2 separate regions of the Mus musculus genome follow, and region 1 is linked to region 2. A link is a contact called in public promoter capture Hi-C data. All regions are on one chromosome and are shown on one strand. The core of a region is the stretch at or near the end of the contact, and the rest is flanking DNA. Distances in the headings are between cores, read along the strand shown.

Region 1 (3,245 bases), core at 742-3,241, 140 kb before region 2:
CCCCATGTGAAATTTCATTTTGATAGCATTTAAATCTCTCCCCAGGCAGACAGGTGTAGCACTGGGAGATGCTCCCGAGTGGCTGGCTGGCTGGCTGGCTGGCAGACCATTGCTTCAGGGGTGCCCATGCAGATGGGTGTGAAAGCTACCTTCCCAAATTCCCCAATCCTCATATGGACAAAGCAGCTCCATCTCCCCAAGTTTCAAGAAGGTGTTGAAAGAAAGCCTAAAAGACTCTCCTGGCTGGGATTGGGAGCCCGAGGGACCTGGAGCTGAAGGGAGGGCTAAAGCAGAGCCAAGGAAGAGAGCATACTGCTCACAGGTACAGCTGTCACGTTACCTGACAGAGGATTCCGGAGCAGGCTCTTACAAAACAAGGGGAGGTGTATATACCTTCCCACCTTTGACTAATGAGGTGCTTCCATAAAGAATCCCTTTTCATTTGTGGCTTGTTCTAACCCCAGTGGGGACAAGCTACACTTAGTAGGGCAGGTTTCAATCCAAGGATCTGAAATTGGGGTTATGTGAAAGAGAGTAGATTAGGTATTCGCAAAAGAAGGTTTAAGTCAGCATTTCAGCTATAAATACTCTCTGTGGAGAGTAAAATTGCGGTTCATGTGCCTGAGCTTACAACTTAAAAAGCATCCCTGTCTTTCCAAATATCCATTAATGTCCAGATTTAGTATTTCTGAGGAAAAGCTTAGCTCTCTCAAAGAGTTCCTATGTCATGCCTTTACATTAAATGGGTACACGGTTAATAGAAAACTAAATGACTAGCTAGATGTCTCTGAGCGTTATGGCCCCTCTCCAAGAGAACTGGGAGTTCCCATTCAGGTCTGTACATGTGCGTGTGGCTGGAAGCAAATGCAAAATGAGCCCTGCTACCACTGTCTCTGCCCTGTCACCCTCCCTCTCTACCCACAACCAAGTCGTCGCCTACAAAGTTGGTGCCATTTAGATTTCCATCAGAAGTTCTTTCTTCTCTTCTTTTGTAACAAGTATTCCCCCCCCCCCCCCGAAGCAATGTTAAAAACCACAGGACAAATCCATCCAAATGTAACGGTGACTTCGCGGTATTTGAAGTATGGTCTTTGTGTGAAGGCTTCTTGGCTCCCGGTCCTTACATGACATTTCTGAAACCTGTCAGTGTCCTGCACACACTTCCTGAAGATCATATCTGGGACTGTCAAAACCCACAGGCACACTAACCTCTTGTTGAGATTGCAAAGAGTGCAGAGCAGACCTTTGTTCATAATTGCTCTTGCAGTACCTCAACCTGAAATGCTGGAGTCCAACCCAGAACCGTGTCAAATGATGGCTCAGAGGCCAGAACTCCATGGTGTTGCACTTGTGCCTTGGCTGGGACCAGAGTGCTACTGGTGCTGAATGGCCACACAGAAGACACAGAGCAGTGCCTGCCTGTGCTGTTCCCTGCAGGGCTTGGTGGTGAGGTTTGCAGGGGTGAGGGTGAGGGAAAAGAGGAGGCAAACAGCTACACCGGTCACACCCCTCGATGCTATAATCATTTTTACTGACTTGAGCATCTCCCATGGCTCACGGTATCTTTGCTACATGTGTGGACTCTCTTCTTCTTCTATGACTCTTCTTGAGGGAGATCAATCATCAACGTTAGAAGATTTACCCAGAGCATGCTATAGCCCTATCCTGCTCATATTCAGGGTGCCAAAGCATGCTCATATTCACGTGGATGACCCTCACCCCCACCCCCACCGCCACTGCAGCTGCGCTCTGTGCTGGCCATGTCCATTTCACCCCTCAGCCACCTCCTCTCTCTGCTGTTATCACCATGTTCCAGGCAGACTTTGGAATATCTTTGCCCACAGCAGCATTGACTTTGGCAGATCTGTTGGGGAGAGATGATGTCCTAACTTATTTGCTTTTCCAGAGCTGCTGTTTGCAAGGATTATTTGGAACCAGAACAGAAATCGTCCCACGCCTTTACGCAATTCCTTCGGCGGGCTCTGTCAGATAAATTAGGCCCTCTGCCCCTCTATTGGTCTAGCTCTCCAAGCTGATTATCCGGGCTGCTCCTGACATTTGCCCATTTTCCAGGGCCTCTCTGGAGCAACCATGAAGTCCCTGGTCTTGCTCCTTTGTTTTGCTCAGCTCTGGGGCTGCCAATCCGCTCCACAAGGTACAGGACTGGGTTTTAGAGAATTGGCTTGTGATGATCCAGAAGCAGAGCAAGTAGCTTTGTTGGCCGTGGACTACCTCAATAATCATCTTCTTCAGGGATTCAAACAGGTCTTGAATCAGATCGACAAAGTCAAGGTGTGGTCTCGGGTAAGTGAGCCTACCAGGAATGAGCTGAATGAATCTGGGTAGGGGATCTAACCCAGTGCCTCAAAGGCTAGCATCTCCCAGTGGAGATGGAATGGCAGCAGAGATTGGGAAAGAGAGAGCAGGAGAGGCCACATCAGTATTGTAGCCGTGTATCTCACAGAGGATGCTCCCACGGGAAGAGGAAGGGACCCCGAGGCATAGTTCACAGACCACAGGCAGAAGGTGGGACTTGCTGGGAGAACCTGGGCCCTATTTGCTAATTTGTGAATGACTTCTCTTTCTTGGATTACATTTATCTCTGATGAAAAGGAAAGCAGCATTTGATCAGTGACCATGTGTGACGGCCATCTAATGCAGATCGTTTCATTAAATCCTCCCTTCATTCATTCCAGACCTGCCTGATAGCCATGTTCTCCTTAGACAACAGATCTCATATGCTAACAGACTGAAACTATGAAACCGCCAATACTTGTCTGCTTTTCTTTTCCTGTTTCTGTCTGTCTGTCTGTCTTTCTTCCTTTCTTTCTCTTCTCTCTTTCTTTCTCTTCCTCTTTCTTTCTTCTTCCTTCCTTTCTCTTCTTTCTCTTTCTTTCTTCCTTTTTCTTCTTTCTTTCTCTTTGCTCTTTCTTTCCCTTCCTTCCTTCCTTTCTCTTCTTTCTCTTCTCTCTTTCTTTTCCTTCCTTTCTTCCTTCCTTCCTTCCTTCCTTCCTTCCTTCCTTCCTTCCTTCCTTCTTTCCTTCTTCTTTTTGAGACAGAAAGGTTTCTCTTTGTAGCCCTGACTGTCCTGGAACTTACTATGTAGACCAGGCTGGCCTCAAACACACAGAGATCCACCTGCCTCTGCCTCCTGGCTCCTGGAATCATAGGCATGTGTCACCGACTATTTGTCTGCTTTTAACATGCAAAGTTGGAAACTCCATACGGTTCAGCTTAACATAAAG
Region 2 (3,129 bases), core at 7-2,506:
ACTATGTGTGCCTGGTGCCCAGGATGGCCAGAAGACACACTGTAGTCCCTGGAACTGGAGTTAGAGATGGTTGTGACTACCATAAGTGCTGGGAGCTGATCCCAGTCCACTGCCCGCATGAGTAGCCAGTACTCTGAACCACTGAGCCATCTCTCTAGCCTGTAACTTTATTTTTAAAAAAATCTTAAAGAAAGTTTTTTCTCTATGCACCCTGCTTTCATTCCTTTCCTACCTGCGTGCACTGACAAAGCAGTAAGAATATAGAGAAAACCTGCCAAAGTGTTCTCCGGATGGAGCGTAGGTGGCAGAGTCCTGAGGTTGATTCCCCAGTATCACAGAAACCTGGCATGGGGGCACAAGCCTGTATGTGTAGCACCAGGGAGATGAAGGCAGGAGGATCAAAAGTTTAAGGTCATTGTCAGCTACACAGCAAGTTTGTGGTTAGTCTAAAGCTAAATGACACCATGGCTCAACCTCCCTGCCCCCCAAACTAAAGAAAGCTAGTGGAAACATTACTATTAACCTCAAAGAATCAGCCACACACAGGCAGTGCTAGATACTTGGTCCAAAGCAATAATGCCAACTCTCTTCTTACTCCCTGTATTCATCCCAGGAGGGAACTCTCCCTTAAGTCTGGAAAATGACTAAGTTCACAGATGCAGTGGATTCCCCTGCTGCAAGCTGACTGCATTGCTGGATTCCCCACTATGCCTGTCCCTTTTGAACATCTCCATCTTCTGTGGTTTCTTTCTTCCTGGGATACTGCTTTCATGATCGCCCAGGAAGACTAAGGACCGGCCATCTCCAACCTCTACCCCTGTGCCTGAGAGCACCAATTACAAGTGGTTTCACAGGAAAGCTGTTACTCACCATTTTAGCGCGCTTGGTCACTCGGTACAACACAAACTGGTTGCCGCTTTGTAACCTAGCATTAAGCTTCTTCAGAGAGGCATCCACAGCCTGAAATACAGCCTCATCATTGCAGTCAATTTCCTGCGCTTCTTCTCCCTGTGTTAAAGTCAGCAGGAGTCCGGAGCAGAGGAGCAGTGTAGTAATGAGCTTCATGATTTAAGGGTCCCTCTAGAACTGAGGGACTGTTTTGCCAAGAATGGGAAACCAACTCAGAAGCTGATTTTGGCAGCCTCCGGGCTCTGATCTCTCCTGCCTCAGCTCTCTCTGCCTCACCACTTAGGCCCCTATTTAGATTCTTGAAGTCACCTCTTGTGTGCCCTCTTCCCAGAGAACAAACAGGACTCTGCTTGAGATCCAGCCAGGTATGGAACAAGAGCATTGCAACATGGGATTGTTGACCTGTTTGCCTTTGGAAAGAATGTGGGAGTGCAAAGCCCATTTCTCAAGCATTGCTCAACTCTCCACAGTGAATTAAAGCAGAAACCAGTAAAAGGAGCTAAAACCAACAACCATTTCCAGTATCCTCTTGCTACTCTTGGCCCAGTTACAAAGGGCTCTGCGTACGTGAACAATGAGGACAATGTAGAAATACCTACCACACAATATTGCTTGTGGCATGTTGGAGTGTACAGACACAAGGTTTTGTCAGCTCTGGTGTGTTCTTGAAAAGCACATGTGCAGGACCATCAGTCACATGCTGGGAGCTCCACCCAGGACACTAGCAAATCTGACAAACCATGGGCATCCTGTCTGGCCTCTGGCCATGCCAACCTCTCTGCTGGGTTCTATTGGTCTATGTGAAGAAGGGGTGGGGCCAGCAGATTCTCACCTGATTCAAGTGCTTGCCTCACAAGCCTCAGGCTGGCAAGCAGAGTTTGAAGCCAGGAGTTCACAGAACACCTCTGGATGGTGACACACAATTGTAACCCTGGTATTCCTACTTTAATCCAGAAGGGGAAGGCCAGAGGATCACCAGGAAGTTTAGGTACCCTGGAGTTTGTAAGCAAGAAAAGCAAAGAGACCTGTCTTACCAAGGTGTCCGGGGAGGCATCCACTCCTGAGAGCTCTCTGACATCCACATGTGGGCTGTGGCTTTTGTGTGCCTGCATACACACATTCTCATCCTTTCTCTGTCTCTCTCACAAATACAGAATAATACTGATAATAATAATTTTAAAAAGGAATAAAAGAAAAGAAAGGAAAGACAGATGGAAGGAAATTAGGAAATAAGAAAAAGAAGAAATAAAAGTAATAAAGAAATCTCAAAAGTTGGCTTCTGTGTGGTTGATGGGAATTTCTAGTGTGAGCTGGAGTCTGCCTGAGAGGCCCGGAGGCCTGGAGCCAGGTGCTGTCACCGTGTGCTGAATGGGAACTTTATAGAAGTGCAGCAGGAACAGGCACTGGGCCAGAGGTCCTAAGGAATGCCAATGTAGCTCTACCCATGACCTTCTATGTGACTCGGTCTGTACAGGTGTGTGCACATATGCCAGTGTGCATGAGTTTCATGCTTGGCTGAGTGTGTGCCTCAGTCTCCGTGTATGTGTTCTTCTGTGTGTCCGGATGTGAACAAGTGTAGGTTTGTATCTCTGCCCATGTGTGTATGAGTCAGAGTCAGAGAACCTTCGCATCAGGGTTTCTTCCCCTGAACGATGTGGAAATCATAATACCTCAATGGGATTGTTTTAGGGTTTTCACAGAAATCCTTTTATTTTGAGCAAGTTTCAGAAGTGAAACCTGAGACACTTAAGCTTTCACGTAACCAAAACAGCCTAATACCACGCGTCACAGAAGCAAAGACAAGAGAAGACAGGGGTTGAAGAGAAAACAAGGCAGAGTGAAAGGCTTTGACTTTAGTTTCCCCAATGGAATGTTGAGGTCAAGAATTTCTACAGTTAGGAAGTTTGTATAAGTCACAAGCATTGCAATTTTTGTAAAAGTCAGACTGTAAAAGTGTTCTGTTCAGAACAAAAGGTATGCCCAAGTGACTATTTATATTCGCATAAGCCCACCAAATGTCCTAAATATTAATAACAAAAAGAAACGCTTGCAAGGCAGTGATGGCACACACCTTAATTCCAGTACTTGAATGCAGATGTTCATGGGTCTCTGAGTTCAAGGTCATGCTGTGCCACACCCACTCCATTGAAGTCTGGGTGACTGGCCTAAAGGCTTGGATGCAGTCCTGAGGCAAAGAGTTTCACGGAATCTTAGCCTCCT

Evidence for each region. Promoter capture Hi-C pulls out the DNA fragments that hold promoters and counts their contacts.
Region 1: a promoter capture Hi-C map of 3T3-L1-derived adipocytes shows a contact between it and region 2, with 2.9 times the contacts expected there. The contact joins the promoter of Ahsg here to the promoter of Kng2 in region 2. A contact is called at or near these places in 20 of 39 promoter capture datasets (the 3T3-L1 cell line, 3T3-L1-derived adipocytes, the C10 cell line and 12 more), 1 of 15 datasets of contacts at CTCF or cohesin (the NIH/3T3 cell line), 26 of 484 Hi-C or Micro-C datasets (the BV-2 cell line, bone marrow-derived dendritic cells, cortical neurons and 12 more), 7 of 115 datasets of contacts at active chromatin or transcription factors (embryonic stem cells, epiblast stem cells, hepatocytes and 4 more) and 5 of 9 other capture datasets (adipose tissue, embryonic stem cells, liver and 2 more).

What each region holds. Positions count from the first base shown.
Region 1 is chr16:22,890,024-22,893,268 of GRCm38.p6, forward strand. It overlaps Ahsg (alpha-2-HS-glycoprotein), which reads left to right and starts at 1,992. Exons shown (of 7, transcript NM_013465.2): 1 at 1,992-2,304. The coding sequence starts at 2,092. The region is part of intron 1 of Gm30505 (predicted gene, 30505); the gene reads right to left.
Region 2 is chr16:23,027,845-23,030,973 of GRCm38.p6, forward strand. Kng2 (kininogen 2) reads right to left here and starts at 1,257. Exons shown (of 11, transcript NM_001102409.1): 1 at 871-1,257. The coding sequence starts at 1,065.